2 separate regions of the Mus musculus genome follow, and region 2 is linked to region 1. A link is a contact called in public HiChIP or PLAC-seq data. All regions are on one chromosome and are shown on one strand. The core of a region is the stretch at or near the end of the contact, and the rest is flanking DNA. Distances in the headings are between cores, read along the strand shown.

What was found. HiChIP or PLAC-seq counts read pairs in DNA pulled down with a chosen protein or histone mark.
Region 2: an H3K27ac HiChIP or PLAC-seq map of large pre-B cells shows a contact between it and region 1, with 10 times the contacts expected there. The contact joins the promoter of Tlr12 here to the promoter of Psmb2 in region 1. A contact is called at or near these places in 1 of 39 promoter capture datasets (liver) and 1 of 115 datasets of contacts at active chromatin or transcription factors (large pre-B cells).

What each region holds. Positions count from the first base shown.
Region 1 is chr4:126,673,702-126,681,537 of GRCm38.p6, reverse strand. Psmb2 (proteasome (prosome, macropain) subunit, beta type 2) reads right to left here and starts at 3,895. Exons shown (of 6, transcript NM_011970.4): 1 at 3,693-3,895. The coding sequence starts at 3,783.
Region 2 is chr4:128,614,352-128,622,187 of GRCm38.p6, reverse strand. It overlaps Tlr12 (toll-like receptor 12), which reads left to right and starts at 3,569. Exons shown (of 1, transcript NM_205823.2): 1 at 3,569-6,742. The coding sequence starts at 3,733. The coding sequence ends at 6,453.

The DNA.
Region 1 (7,836 bases), core at 2,646-5,145:
AGCTGCCTGTAGTTTGAGGAAGGTCTTCACTTGTCAATAAACTTACAAGATCCACAAACACACATAACCAAATGAGTATCAACATGATAAGCCATGCAGTCAAACTAACCAGAACCCACTAGACATCGTTCTGGTCAGACACAGTGGGAAAGTGATTTGCCTGTCTAAACTCTGGTTATCAACTATTTAAAATAGTGTAACTATCACTTACCAAAGTCTAACTCACAGATAAGGAAACCTGTTACACTCAGTGTTAGAAATGCAGTCTGTATCACACAGGTTGTAGGAAGTCACAACAGACATCAGAGTAATTTAAAAGTCATTCTGCCGCTGGGCAGGCGTGGTGGTGAACACCTTCAGTCCCAGCACTAGAAAGGGTGAGGCAGCAAGATATCTGCGAGTTTGAGGCCAGCCTGGTCTGCAGAGTGAGTTCTCAGACAGCCAAGGCTACACAAAGAAACCCTGTCTCAGAGGAGAAAAGTCATTCTGTTTAGGCCAAGAGACAAAAGGCATGAAATGTGGCACATTTACAACCAAATGGAGAGCTGTACCAGTTAGCTGTATAAGCAAGAAGTTTTTGGAAAACATCTCTTTCCTAGTATCAACATATTTTCCCAAGTAGCATGATGAAAAATGACAACAGGCAGTGTGAACCAGTGTGGTGCTTCATGCCTAGTACTCTAGGTCTTGGAGGCTGTTACATGTATCAGGTTAGTCAGAGCTACATAGCAAGACTCCATTTCACAGAGCCAAAACGTCTCCCTCAAAATTACTTCTGTTCAGCATTCTTAACTATGCCACACAAATTCCCTCAGACAATTATAAACTCCTACCCTAAGTTTTTCATACCAGAGAAAGGTTATTAGTTGAGTACAATTATTTACAACTCTTTTTAAAGAACTACTCAAATCCATCTTTTTTTCCCATACAATAATCTTTTTGTTCTCTGGGCCTATTCTAACAACTTACTTCTAACATCATTAATTTAAAAACTAGCCTAACACTAACTAGTAATACTTCTAACACATAAAAAACATCTTGTATTTATTGCTTGGTTTTTTTTCTTCGATGTTTGCTTCTTTTAAAGACAGACAGAGACAGACAGACTGGCTGACTCAGTATGTACTCCTACAATGTCTGTGAAACCAGGCTAGCCTCCAACTAGAAATCAGCATTCCTGTCTATGGGATGAAATTATAGGAACGCGCTATGCCTGGCTCTCCTTGTCTTGGCTTGAATCCCGTGTAACATTTATGGATAAAGGCATGGAGCACATCCTCCTTTTCAAAGCCATCCACACAGTCACTGTGAGGAAACAGAGACCCCGCAACTTGACATCCGCTCCACCTACTCTTCATGCTAAAATCACCTGCTGTCAAAGCAATGGACCAATTTACTCTCAAAATGAACTTAAACCTTTGGAGACTGGCTCACAAAATAACTTCTACAAACTAATCATAAAATTTCATAAAGTCTCTTGAGAGACAATTAATACCATAGAGGTCTGATTTCAAGTCCTTCAGAAAGAACAGAATGCAAGCAAAGCTCACAGCATTCTCTCTCTATCCCCAGATGGAAGCGCCAGGCTCACACCAGATAGGTAGGTGCCTTTGCTTTGTGAGATCGGTTGTGGCAACTGTGCTTTTTCAGTTCTGACAACGCACTTCAAGGAGCTCCAGATCTAAGCCTTTTTCCTCCTGGGATCTAGGATTCACTGCTCTTCACTTTCAAAGCTTTCCCTAATCTCTCCCCACGGTCCATCCCTAAAGTCTCCTCCTCTTCTTCTTAAGTCTCCAAAGCTTGACTGCTCTAGTCTCAACTCAGCAAATACTTTCTAGTTTGTGTTACAGTTATTTTAACACACATCTGACTTTTACTGAATTACTAACATTGTGTGTGTGTGTGTGTGTGTGTGTGTGTGTGTGTGTGTGTGTCACACATAAGTGTATGGGTGTACCTGTCTCACCCGGGACAGAGAAGGACATCAGGCCATCCCTCACCTTATTCTCACGCAGCAGAGGCTCACCCTTTGGGCCTGACTGACTGACTGACTGGTCAGTGAGCTCCCAGGATCTGTGTTTCCTGCTCCCAAGTAGGGACACAGCCATGCCTGTTTGATCTTTTTTCTTTTAAGTGAGTACTTGGAATTTAAATTCTTCATGCTTACACAGCAAGCACACTGACCTACTCAACTATCTTCCCAACTACATAGTATTCTTTTTTTTCTTCCTCTTTTCAGTCCCTAGCACTGTAAAGAACACAGAGAGGCATGAAACTTGTCAAATGAACTTTTAATCCACTGAACAAAAGCTAGATATCTTTCAAACAGTAACATGCCTATGATCAGTCATGAAAACACTCAAGATTCTGTGGGTCAGTTGTCACTATAAAGGTAGTGAAGTTGTTAAGGGTAAAAGAGATCATTTTGCATAATGTCTACTAACTTGTTTTTGGAGTGCTGAGGCTGGGGCCTTGTATATGGTCGAAACATATGTTGCCACTGAATTGTAGACTCAGTCCCAAATTACACAGATTTGAACCTAGGTTCTACCACCTGTAAGCTTAGAAACTTTTTCTTTGATAATTTTAAAATTTTTATTTATTTATTTAGAGACTCTCTCTCTTGTTCTGCACAGGTGCACATTGCCACAGAACAGGTGCACAGGTCAGAGGACAACCTGCAGGATGTTGGGGTGGGGTCTCTTCCTCTGCCATCTGGGTTCTGGGACCAAACTCCGGTTGTGAAGCCTGGGCAAAAGCATCTTTACTACTGAGTTATTTCAACATCTCCTTAAGAAAGTTTTGTACATATACACACATATACACACACACACATACATATATACACATACATAGATATGTATACGCACACATATATGTACACACACACACATATATATGCATGTGTGTTATATATAATATATACTATATCTATACATCTTAGTTATACATATTCTGTCTCCAAAACTAACTGCAAGAAGGGCACATAGTAGAGCCAAACTTTTAACAAATTAAAATGTTAACGATGGACACACCTGATACATATATGCTTCAGTTTGTTAAGTGTTTGTCCAATGCTAACTCCTTCACTCAATCCTCTCAACAAGTTTTGAGTTGGTTATTAGTAATTTGAGAGATAAGAAAATCTGGGCACGGGAAAAAAAATAACGTACAAAACTCACAGAGCAAATAAAGAGAGGCCATCTCTGCTGCATTCCACTATTTAACGACAAGTAAAATCTAGCAGCCAGGGAAAGGCGGAAGAGGCTCTGAGGTGAGCCACTGAAGACAGCGGAAGCAGAGTGGAAATGCCAAACTCTGGGGAGTCTCACTCTCCCCAAGATCCCACCTTAGGGCACCCACAAATTATAACTTCTATCTGGGGCGACTGAAACTTGCCAGAAATTCAGAAATTGGAGGCGCCGGGCACACACTTGAGCTCTCATAAACTTAATTCCCTCACGCTGAGCAACTCTCACCTAGCAAGCCTCATCTGACCCAGAATCCCAAACTAGAGCCCTAAGCTTGTCTGCCGGCTCCCCCGGCTTCTCAATCCTGCAGTGCCAGCAGGGCAGAGCACACTGGGCTCCATCTTCCAAGCTGCCCAGAGGGAGGCCCACGGTCCCCTTCACCAACTCCCGCCGACTGCCCCTCCAGCCAGGCCCGCCGGGCCTCCCCCTGCTTCCTCTCACCGTCCTTCATCTGGACAATATTGCTGGCGGCCACTCGGTCGGAAGCGACGAGGACATAGTCTGGGCCCTGGATGCCAATGAGGTACTCCATGGTGCCGGGAAGCGGGAGGCTGCAGAGGCCACGGACAGGGACACTTCCCGGGTACACGACCTCACCAGTGAGACAGCACACCCGGACTGAGCTGGGGGTGACGCAAGACGCGCGACGGCCCAGTCACTGGCGCGGCCCAATGACGTCACCTCTCGCGAGAGAGCAGGCGGGAGCTTGGGTGCTTTTCCGCGCTGAGATTGCGGAGTGGGCTGGTCTAGAGGTGTGGTTTGGAAACGTAGCTGTGGGTGATGGGGCGTTGCGTTTCCTTATCTACCAAGTCGAATTTTAGAGTTTGCACGCAAATCAAGCCGTACCCTGTGTAAGAAGTACCAGCACGTGTGGGTGCTACAGAGGAGAGGAGGTCTTCAGCTTTCTGGTTTTCATTTCCTTGCTCGTTAAACAAACGGGAAAATTTTCCCTGCAAGCCAGATTGAAGAACAATTTCCCCGAGCCATAGAGTTAAGGACCAGGGGAGCAGCCTAGGACAACACATCTCAAAAGCAAAACAAACAAACAAACAAAAAACCTACTTGGCGGTGGTTCCCTCTTGAAATCCTAGTACTGGATAGACAGAGGCAGAAAGCACGTTAGTCAAGCCTGTCCCTCGAACCCACGGTAGAAAGAACAGACTCCCCAAAGTTTTCCTCTGACCATCACACTAGCGCGTTCATCCCCAATACAAATAATTTTTAAAAAAAATTTTAAATTTAAATATTTTACTATACTTCTGTTTCATTACATTTAAAATATTATTTTAAAAATGTATTTATTAATGTAAATGAGCTAAATACCTAATAAAAATGGGAAAAAAAAGTATTTATTTACACTCCAGCCATTGCCCCCCTCCCCAAAGTTCCTCATCCCAACAAATTTTTAAATGTTCACTTTTATTTACTTATTTTTTATATTTTGATTTGTCCCGACAGGATTTCTTGGCTACTCTGAAACTCACTCTTATAGACTAGGCTGACCTCGAACTCAGAGATCCACCTGCCTCTGCTTTCTGAGTGCTGGGATTAATGTATTGTGACACCACCACCCGGCCTTTTTTGAGAGATGGGGTATTACTACTATGTAGCCTTGGTTGTCCTGGAACTAATTTAATTGTGTTGACCAGACTAACTTCAAATTCACAAAAATCTGCCTTCCTCTAACTCATCAGTGCTAGAATTAAATTCCTGATCCACATGCCCTACATGAAATATTTTGGAAAGAGTAAGATAGGAAATTAGGGATGGACTGGAGAGATGGACCCGTGCTTAAGAACACTGGCTGCTCTTCTGGAAGACCTGGAATCAATTTCCAGTACCCATAAGGCAACTGGAAGACAGCTATCAGCAACTCTGGTGTATCTCTGTCCTCTGAAGGCACTTCACACACTTGATGCACACACATACATTCAGGCCAAAACCCCATAACACATAAAGTAAAAATAATTCTTTTAACAATAGAAAGGGTAATAGAGGAGAGACTACAATTAAACTGCATATAGAAATGTCTTAGTGAAACTTGTGACTTTGTACAGTTAATATACTTGTGCCGGCTAGTCCTCTGTCAACTTGACACAGACTAGAGCTATGTGAAATGAGGCAACCCTTAATTGAGAAAATGCCTCCATAAGGTCCAGCTATAAGGCTTTTCTTAATTAGTGATTGACGAGGGAGAACCAACCCATTATGGGTGGTGCTGTCCCTGAGCTGGTGGTCCTGGGTTCTATAAGAAAGCAGGCTGAGCAAGCCATGGGAAGCAAGCCGGTGAGCATCCCCCTCCCCCGTAAGGCCTCTACATCAGCTCCTGCCCCCAGGAGCTTGACCTGTTTGAGTTGCTCTCCTGACTTCCTTCAGTATTGAACAGTGCCATGGAAGTATAAGCTGTTTCCTCCTCAACTTGTCTTTTGGTCATGATAGTTCATCCCAGCAGTAAAACCTGTAACTAGGACCGTACTTTAATAATAAAACCTTTTTGCCAGTCAGTGTGGTGCACACCTTTAATTCCAACAGTCTGAAGGCAGAGGCAGACCGATCTCTGAGTTTGAGGCCAGCCTGGTCTACAGAGCAAGTTCCAGGGCAATCAGGGCTACACAGAAAAACCCTGTCTCAAAAAAAAAAAAAAAACAAAAAAAAAACCACAAAATAGAGTTTATTAAATATACATTATCTTTCGAATGTATCCAAAGGAATGTCTGCACAATAATCAAAACATTTCTGCACAGACTAATGTGTTGCACCACTGCGGTAGTGATGAAAAGAGGACCAACTTCCATGTTTAAGTAGAGATGTTTTACATATGCTGCTAATGGCACACAGTGATACACTACTCATCTATTCCAAAGAATGAGATGGGGCTGAGGTGATGGCACCATCAGTAAAGTGTTTATTTCACAAGCTTGAGGACCTCAGCTCAAAGCTCTGGAACCCACAGGCCTCACACAGTGCTATGTGCCTGTAGCCTCAGTGATGGGGAAATGAGGGGTGCAGGCCAGGGGGTCCCTGGGAACTCATGGGCCAGCCAATCTGGCATGAATGGTGACGTTCAAGGCCTCAAAAGACCCCACTTCAAAACAAAAGAGAAAGTGGAATGTGCCTAAGGACACACATGCACGCACACACACATGCACACACACACACACACACACAAATGAGTTGCCCTATAGCTCAAGATACATTTCACTGAACTGAAAACGAAATTGCTTTCCTCTTTGTAGAGGGATGCCATTTTATTAAAACAGTGAATATTCATCTGTGAGTGGAAAATATTTAGAAACATTTCAAGATCAGTTATACGCAGTTATTATTTAGTGTGTGTGATTTAACGGAATACTTTTCACCCGGCTGTGATGGCACACACCTTTAATCCCAGCACTCGGGAGGCAGAGGCAGGCAGGTCTCTGAGTTCGAGGCCAGCATGGTCTACAGAGTGAGTTCCAAGACTGCCAGGGCAGTCTGAATCCTGGGATGACAGGCACCCTCTACTATGCCCAGTTCACTCTCTATTGTTTCCGTTTTGTTTGAATGTTTTACTATTCTCAAGTGACACTTGAGAATATAATGATATAATGATAAGTGATATAATATCTCGAGTGTCGAGTGTATGCTAGGGATTAAGACCAGGACATTCCTTTTTATGTTAAGCACATACTTTACTACTGAGTTAACAGCGGCTAATTATTTGCAAGTAATTATGTGAGCTCAGGATGGCTTTGAACTCCTTATGCAGCTGAAAGTGATTTTGAACTCTCCGGATCCTCCTACATCTACCACACAAGTGCTGGGATTAAGGGCAAATGCCACCAATCTAGGATTTAACTAAAAAGAAAACAGCCACCACTGTAGTCTATAAGCTTTGCCACAATTCTGGAAAGGGGGAACTATGTCACGCTTAGGTTCTGGCACGTAGGACTGAGTCCTCATGTCACTTAGTGAGAAATGGAAAATAAGTTGCAATTCTACCTCCAAAGACGACTACGAGATCCCCTTGTCTCTGTAGAAATTCTAGTAATTACTTCAGTCTGCATGTTTCTTCCAGGTCTCTGCCCATAAGGGGACGTAGAGCCCGAGGAGGTTGGAGCAGCCTATCTGTCATGGGATGCCTGCCAGGGGCAAGCGAGGTCATTAAGCCAGCCATCTCTCGGAACACAACTGCATCCATCATTCTCAAAGAATTCTTTTCTTAAGCAGCAGCAGAGAAAACCCCACTGAAGCCCCCTCCTCCCTCTGGAACTCATGCCTACAACTGTGTTCTTTAACTGCTAAAATTACGCAGCAACGCTATCTACAACCTGCACACAAAGAATGCAAAGTAAATCGATCAATTGTCTCTTCTTTTACCAAAGGTAACCATCCATCAAAAGCCTGTATCCGTCATATTTTTCCTTTGTACATGCCAATATGAATTGATTCTTTTACAAAAGATGCAGAACTTTGAACAGGAAATCTGATACACACTATATACACACATGTATGTGTTTATATCTGCTATATATGCATGTATATCTGATGCATAATACATATATAAATATCTATAAAACAATTTATTCAATGGACACTTCTATCT
Region 2 (7,836 bases), core at 2,320-4,819, 1.9 Mb before region 1:
TGTATGCACATATATGTCATTGTCTTTGCTGACATCCTCTCATTACCTTCTTTCTTCCTCCCACTTCCAGCTGGCCCCAAATTCTTGCCCATTTAAAAGTACCTGGTCTGTGTTATCACACTGTAGCAACCCAGACACCTTAGAGACAACACCCTCATCTATGGAAGACGTTGTTTGACGTCTTTGGTACAGTTAGACTGATTCTCATGAGCAGGGTTATCTGTAGGAGTTACTGCACAGTGTGGGAAGAGAGACTCTTTCTTCGTTCCTTTTCTAATCTTCTGAGGATGTCACATAGTTCATGACTTGGCAGGTTTTTTTTTTGTTTTTTGTTTTTTGTTTTTTTTTTGTTTTTTGTTTTTTTTTTGTTTTTCGAGACAGGGTTTCTCTGTGTAGCCCTGACTATTCTGGAACTCACTCTGTAGACCAGGCTGGCCTCGAACTCAGAAATCCGCCTGCCTCTGCCTCCCAAGTGTTGGGATTAAAGGCATGCGCCACCACCAACTGGCTTGGCAGCTTTTGATGCTGGTTTCCAGATGAGACTGGGCATGTCTGGGTGGCATGGCTATTAACTTGGTGTTGATTTTCAGACACAGACATTTAAAAGAGGATGTTTCCCCCCGTGGATACTACATATCTTTATCAGCAGGTTTCACTATGTAGCATTTTCCTTATTATTCAATTGAAACGCTTTCTAGTTTTCACAGTGGTTCTCTTTTTGACCCGTGGGTTATTTGAAGTTATCATATTCTGCCCCATTTCTCTATAAACGTATTTCTAAAAATGTATCTATTTTATATGTCTAGATGTTTCGCCTGCATGTATGTCTGTTTACCGCCTGTGTTACTGGTGCCTGCAGAATCCAGATAAGGGCATCAGATCCCCTAGGACTGGAGTTACAGATGGTTGTGAGCCATAACATAGGTGCTGGGTATCAAATCCTGGTCCTCTGGAAGAGCAGCAGCAGGTATTCGTAGCTAACCCATCTCTAAGTTCCCACTTATCTATCGTATCTATAGATCCTCCCCACCCACATCCATTTATAGTACTGCGGCTTGGCTGAACTTAAGGTTCTGTGTATCCAGCACCTCTAACACAGAGCTGTGCCTGCGGAGTTTTTACTTGTTTGTTTGGGGACAGGGTTTCACTTTGTTTCCCAGACTGGCCTTGAACTCATTCAGTGGCCCAGAGGGAGATTGACTTTCAGTTGTGTGAGGTTCGGACGGAGCCACCAGTCCAGCTTTAACAGTATTTTATCCTGAATTTTTATTTGTTTATTTTGTGTGTGGAGGGTTGGGTGGGTGCATGTGCCAGTCAGAGGGCAAGTTCACGAGTCAGTCAGTTCCCTCTGCTTCCAGGTGGGTCCTGGGGATCAGCTCAGGTCACCAGGTTGACAGCAACCTTCACCTGATGAGCCACGTGGCCAGCCCTTGACATTTCTTTTTAAAGTCCATGTCCTCCAGGTTTACGGTATTGTTTGTTGGAGCAACCCAAATGCCCTGTGACAATGTCCTCATATCTGAAAGCGACTGCTCCTGTGTTGAGCCCAGTTTGACAGGTGTTTATGCTAGGATGTCTAGTTTGATGTGGGTTATTGTATAAATGGGGGAAGTGAGACTCTTGTTTTTCTTTAGAAAAATTTTTTCCCCTAACTTTTGGGTCTATGGCCTAGCTTTCTAATTTTCAGCTCTGTTCTTCCCTCCTTCCTTCCACTCATCACCCTCTCTCAGACCATCTCAGTCAGGGTCTTTATATTTAGCTCAGTCGAACCTGAAACTCACAATGTAGTACAAGCTGACCTCATAATTGTGATCCCCCTGCCTGGGCACAGGGATTATGAACAACATGTAATTTCTAATCCTCTGTTGCCAGCATCTCTGTTGTCACCCCCACCCGCACCCCCATTTTGCCCTGCCAGAATTGATTTACACACGGGGTTCCCCACTCTGATTTGGGGGCCTCTTGAGGCAAGATCAGCGCCATGAAGTTGGAGAGGTGCAGATATTTAGACACCGGTTCTATGTTGCAGCTCTTCAATGCTCCTCCAGGGCTCTGTCACTCATGGGCCTGTCCTCTCTTACAGCTGCTAATCCTGTCTGGGCTCCTGGACTACCCGTCAATGCCTTGCAAGCCTGCCTCCTAACCCCTCATGCTTAGTCTTTTTGCATATTAAAATTTTAGGAACTTTTTTTTGTTTTGTTTTTTCGAGACAGGATTTCTTTGTGTAGCCCTGGCTGTCCTGGAACTCACTTTGTAGACCAGGCTGGCCTCGAGCTCAGAAATCCACCTGCTTCTGCCTCCCGAGTGCTGGGATTAAAGGCGTGTGCCACCAAGCCCGGCTTCGTAGGAACATCTTAATTCGAACATGTTTGTTCTGTATATTAACACTGACTAACATACAGGCATATTAGAAAAATTTTAAGAAACCTGACCTAACCATCTTTGCTAACTATCCTTTTGTTTTTTGACTTTTCTTTTTAGAAATTCTTGGGTTTCCCATGCAGGCATCCCAGCGTCCTGCCCTTGTGGCCGTTGTGTTTCTCCTTTAGTACCTTTAATTTTGCCGTTCCTGTCAGTTTGGCCATTCTCCCGCCTCCATTCTAACACTCAGCAGAAATGCAGTTGTCTCCTTCCCGGCTGTAAGTCAGAGGTGCTGAGAACGATACTCTTTTATAGGTCTTGGCAAGCTATGTCATTTGATGTTAACAGGATTTTCTTCTCTCTGAGTCTGTTAGTTTTTCAAATCATGAACAGATGTTGATCTGTGTCCAGTGCTTTGCTTCATAGTTTGAGGTGACCACAAAGCTCCTTTCTTTCTCTTTCTCTTCCCACTTAGGTCCCAGCCCTGTCCTGGCAGTTCAGGTCAAGGTAAAGGCCTTTCTTTTCTTGCCCCAGTGTCTGAGAGCAGGGCTGGAGCCCTCCCTACATCCAGTCTTCTCAGGTCAAATGCCATGACAACATCGTGTTGATATATTATTTTGCTTATAAAACATCCCCATTTGTGTTTAACCCAAGAACTCCAGGGGGGTCAGTAAAGAAAGGAAGTCATAATGAAACTAACAAGGAGAAAACCCCAGCTGATCTAAATCTGTGTTTGCAGCAATCCTACAGAGCAATCAAGCAAACGGGAGTTAGTCTACTTGGACAGAAGAGAACACAGGCTCAGAAGAGAAGAGGTGTTTTACTTGAGGACTGTGCAAAGCCAGACCAGACTCTACTTGTGTGTGTGTGTGTGTGTGTGTGTGTGTGTGTGTGTGTGTGTGTGTGTGTGTGTGTGTGGAGGGGGGTTGGGGGTGAGGATGTAGCAGGCACAGAAGCCAGGGGTCTAACCACACTGCAGACTGTTCTAGTGGTGCGCAGCCATCATCCCAGCCCTGGGGGTGGAAGTAAGAGAATCAGAAGTTCAAAAGGAGTCTTAACAAACTGAGCTCGTGGGACAGCCTGGGCTGCACATAAAAAAGAAAGCAACAACAAGAAAAGAAACTCTGTTTGCTTTCTCCTAACAGGAAGTGAGACCCCCCCATCCCCCTACGTTGCCCTGGTGTCATTTCCCCTCCCTCGAAGCCTCAGTGCTAAGTATCTCCAAGTCGGCCTCCTCACTTCCCGGCTTCCACAGTGGCCCTTTGACGGTGCTCCCGGACCTTGCAGGTACTCTGAGGTGGATGAGAGTATTGGTAACCCGGAGGCATAGGAGTCTAAAGTCCTCTCAGCTCTGATTCCTCTGGTGTAGAGATGGGCAGGTACTGGCTGCTGCCAGGTCTCCTCCTTTCCCTGCCTCTGGTAACTGGGTGGAGCACTTCCAACTGCCTGGTGACCGAAGGCTCCCGACTGCCCCTGGTCTCCCGCTATTTCACATTCTGCCGCCATTCCAAGCTATCCTTTCTTGCTGCATGCCTCTCCGTGAGCAACCTGACACAGACCTTGGAAGTTGTACCTCGGACTGTGGAGGGGCTCTGCCTCGGTGGTACTGTGTCTACTCTGCTTCCAGATGCTTTCTCTGCTTTTCCTGGTCTCAAGGTCCTGGCACTGAGTCTGCACCTTACCCAACTTCTGCCAGGAGCTCTCCGGGGTCTGGGACAGTTGCAGAGCCTCTCTTTTTTTGACTCTCCTCTTAGGAGATCTCTCTTTCTACCTCCTGATGCCTTCAGTGACCTGATTTCCCTCCAGAGACTCCATATCTCTGGCCCTTGCCTGGATAAGAAGGCAGGCATCCGCCTGCCTCCCGGTCTGCAATGGCTGGGTGTCACGCTCAGTTGCATTCAGGACGTGGGAGAGCTGGCTGGTATGTTCCCAGATCTGGTGCAAGGTTCCTCCTCCAGGGTTTCGTGGACCCTGCAGAAGTTGGATCTGTCATCCAACTGGAAGCTGAAGATGGCTAGTCCTGGGTCCCTCCAGGGTCTCCAGGTGGAGATTCTGGACCTGACAAGAACACCACTGGATGCCGTGTGGCTGAAGGGCCTGGGACTTCAGAAACTCGATGTCTTGTATGCACAGACTGCCACGGCCGAGCTGGCTGCTGAGGCTGTTGCCCACTTTGAGCTGCAGGGCTTGATTGTGAAAGAAAGCAAGATAGGATCTATATCTCAGGAGGCTCTGGCTTCCTGCCACAGCCTGAAGACCTTGGGTCTTTCAAGCACTGGCCTAACCAAGCTTCCACCAGGCTTCCTGACTGCCATGCCTAGGCTTCAGCGACTGGAGCTGTCCGGAAACCAACTGCAGAGCGCCGTGCTGTGCATGAATGAGACGGGAGATGTGTCAGGACTCACGACTCTGGATCTGTCAGGCAACAGGTTGCGCATCCTGCCTCCAGCCGCCTTCTCCTGCTTACCCCACTTGCGAGAGCTGCTGCTTCGGTACAACCAGCTGCTTTCCCTGGAGGGATACCTATTCCAGGAGCTCCAGCAACTAGAGACCTTGAAGCTGGATGGAAACCCCCTGCTTCACCTGGGTAAGAACTGGTTGGCGGCTCTGCCTGCATTGACCACCCTTAGCTTGCTAGATACCCAAATACGGATGAGCCCAGAGCCTGGCTTCTGGGGAGCAAAGAATCTGCATACCTTGAGCCTGAAGCTTCCCGCTCTCCCTGCTCCGGCAGTATTGTTCCTGCCCATGTATCTGACCAGCTTAGAGCTTCATATAGCCTCAGGCACGACGGAGCACTGGACGCTGTCCCCAGCGATCTTTCCTTCCTTGGAGACCTTGACTATAAGCGGCGGGGGACTGAAGCTGAAGCTGGGGTCCCAGAATGCTTCTGGGGTCTTCCCTGCTCTCCAGAAGCTCTCCCTGCTTAAGAACAGCTTGGATGCCTTCTGCTCCCAGGGTACCTCCAACCTTTTCCTCTGGCAGCTCCCCAAACTTCAGTCCTTGAGGGTATGGGGTGCTGGAAACAGCTCCAGACCCTGCCTTATCACTGGGCTGCCCAGCCTACGGGAGCTGAAGCTGGCGTCGCTTCAGTCCATAACCCAGCCCCGTTCGGTGCAGCTGGAGGAGCTGGTGGGTGACCTTCCACAGCTCCAGGCCTTAGTGCTATCCAGCACAGGCCTCAAGTCACTGTCGGCTGCTGCTTTCCAGCGCCTGCACAGTCTCCAGGTCTTAGTGCTAGAATACGAGAAGGACTTGATGCTGCAGGACAGTCTGAGGGAGTACAGCCCTCAGATGCCCCACTATATATACATTCTGGAGTCAAACCTGGCCTGCCACTGTGCCAATGCGTGGATGGAGCCATGGGTTAAGCGGTCCACTAAAACGTACATATACATAAGAGACAATCGCTTATGTCCAGGACAAGACAGGCTCTCTGCTAGGGGTTCCCTTCCCTCCTTTCTCTGGGACCACTGCCCCCAGACGTTGGAGCTGAAACTCTTTTTGGCTAGTTCTGCCTTGGTGTTCATGCTAATTGCCTTGCCTCTCCTCCAAGAAGCCAGGAACTCTTGGATCCCCTACCTGCAGGCCTTGTTCAGGGTTTGGCTCCAGGGTCTGAGGGGTAAGGGAGACAAGGGGAAGAGGTTCCTTTTTGATGTATTCGTGTCCCACTGCAGGCAAGACCAGGGCTGGGTGATAGAGGAACTTCTGCCTGCTCTGGAGGGCTTCCTTCCAGCTGGCCTGGGCCTGCGCCTCTGTCTCCCCGAGCGTGACTTTGAGCCTGGTAAGGATGTAGTTGATAATGTGGTAGATAGCATGTTGAGCAGCCGTACCACACTCTGCGTGTTGAGTGGGCAGGCCCTGTGTAACCCCCGATGCCGCCTGGAGCTCCGCTTGGCCACCTCTCTCCTCCTGGCTGCCCCGTCCCCTCCAGTGTTGCTGCTAGTCTTCTTGGAACCCATTTCTCGGCACCAGCTTCCGGGTTACCACAGACTGGCTCGGCTGCTTCGAAGAGGAGACTACTGTCTGTGGCCCGAGGAAGAGGAGAGAAAGAGTGGGTTCTGGACTTGGCTGAGGAGCAGGCTAGGGTAGCCATAGCCAGCACTGGTGTGGGGTGGTGCATGTGAATTTTGGGGTGGGGTTGGGGGAAGGGAAGCAAGCCTGCCTGTCAAGGAGTTGGTGTGTTTGTAGGTGCAGGGTCGGGGACAGTGGGTCTAAGAGGCTGAAGTCAGCCTTTTGCAGCGCAGGAATCCACGTGCTGTGAACACAGGTTTTGGGGGGCCTGGAGGTTGAATGAGGAAAACTGAGAGATGGAAGGTGTCCGCGGGGTATGTGACATTCCCAAGATCTTCAAATCCTCAGTAAACTTGCTAAATTCATGAAATGCGTGGCATGGTTGAACTTTTTATTTAGTAGAAATGCAAGGGGCAGAAAGCAAAGCGGGAAATGAAGGTGGAAATTCATGGGCACGCTAGGAAGGAGGGAAGGCTTTCCTAAGCTACAGAACTTGGGGCCAGGTCAAGTTCAGCCTGACCTTCGTGCGCCAGTGGGTCTTTTTGCATCAAGTGCCATAGAGGCTGTTTAGTTTCACTTCTGTGCATGTGATAAAACACCCAGGCCAAATCAACTTAAAGGAAGAAAGGGTTTTTATTTGTTTGTTTGTGGTCCCCTCCTCAACAATTTCAGGTTGCACTCTGTCGAAGTGGGACGTCAAGGCAGAAATTCAAGGCAGGCTTGCTTGTTATTTCACACAGCATTATCGTCCAACCAAGGAGCTCACTTCACAGGCAAGAAGTACAGCAAGAACCATGGAGGTGCCACTTGCGAGCCGGCTTATGCTCAGCCTGCTTTCTTATCGGGTTCAAGGCCACTGCCTAGGATTGGTGTGGCTAACACTGGATGTGTTTCTCCAAATGACAATCAAGACAAGTCCTCCCACAGACATACCCCCAGGCCAATCTGTTCTAGGCAATTTCTCAGTTGCGATTTTCCTCTCAGGTGACTTTAGGCTATGACAGAGTTGACAGCTGAGGTCCAAACAACTGGGAGGCAGACAGATCATTTCTCCTTCCGGGAACACATGAAGCTGTGTTCTCATGTAGTGCATCCTCCTGAGCCTCAGAGAAACACCGTCACCCTGGATGCTCCAGCTGTATGGCACCAGCCACGTGTGGCTCCCAGAGCACCTCGCTCTCGAGAACCCTCGCCCCCGGGCCTTTGCACATTCTGCTTCCTTACGAACAACACCTTTCCCTGAGCACCTGCACAACAGCCTGTAAGGTTAAGCTCAGCCATCAGTCGCTTTCTCCAGAGGTCTGTGCTGAGCTCCCAGCCTGGGACAGCATTTTGGAAGAAAGTACTATATTAAGATTTTTCTCTTTTTCTCCTCCTCTCACCCCGAACCCCAGCCTAGCCTAGCTTTGGATCTCTCTAAGTAACCGAGGATGGCTCCGAACTCCCAATCTTCTTGCCTCC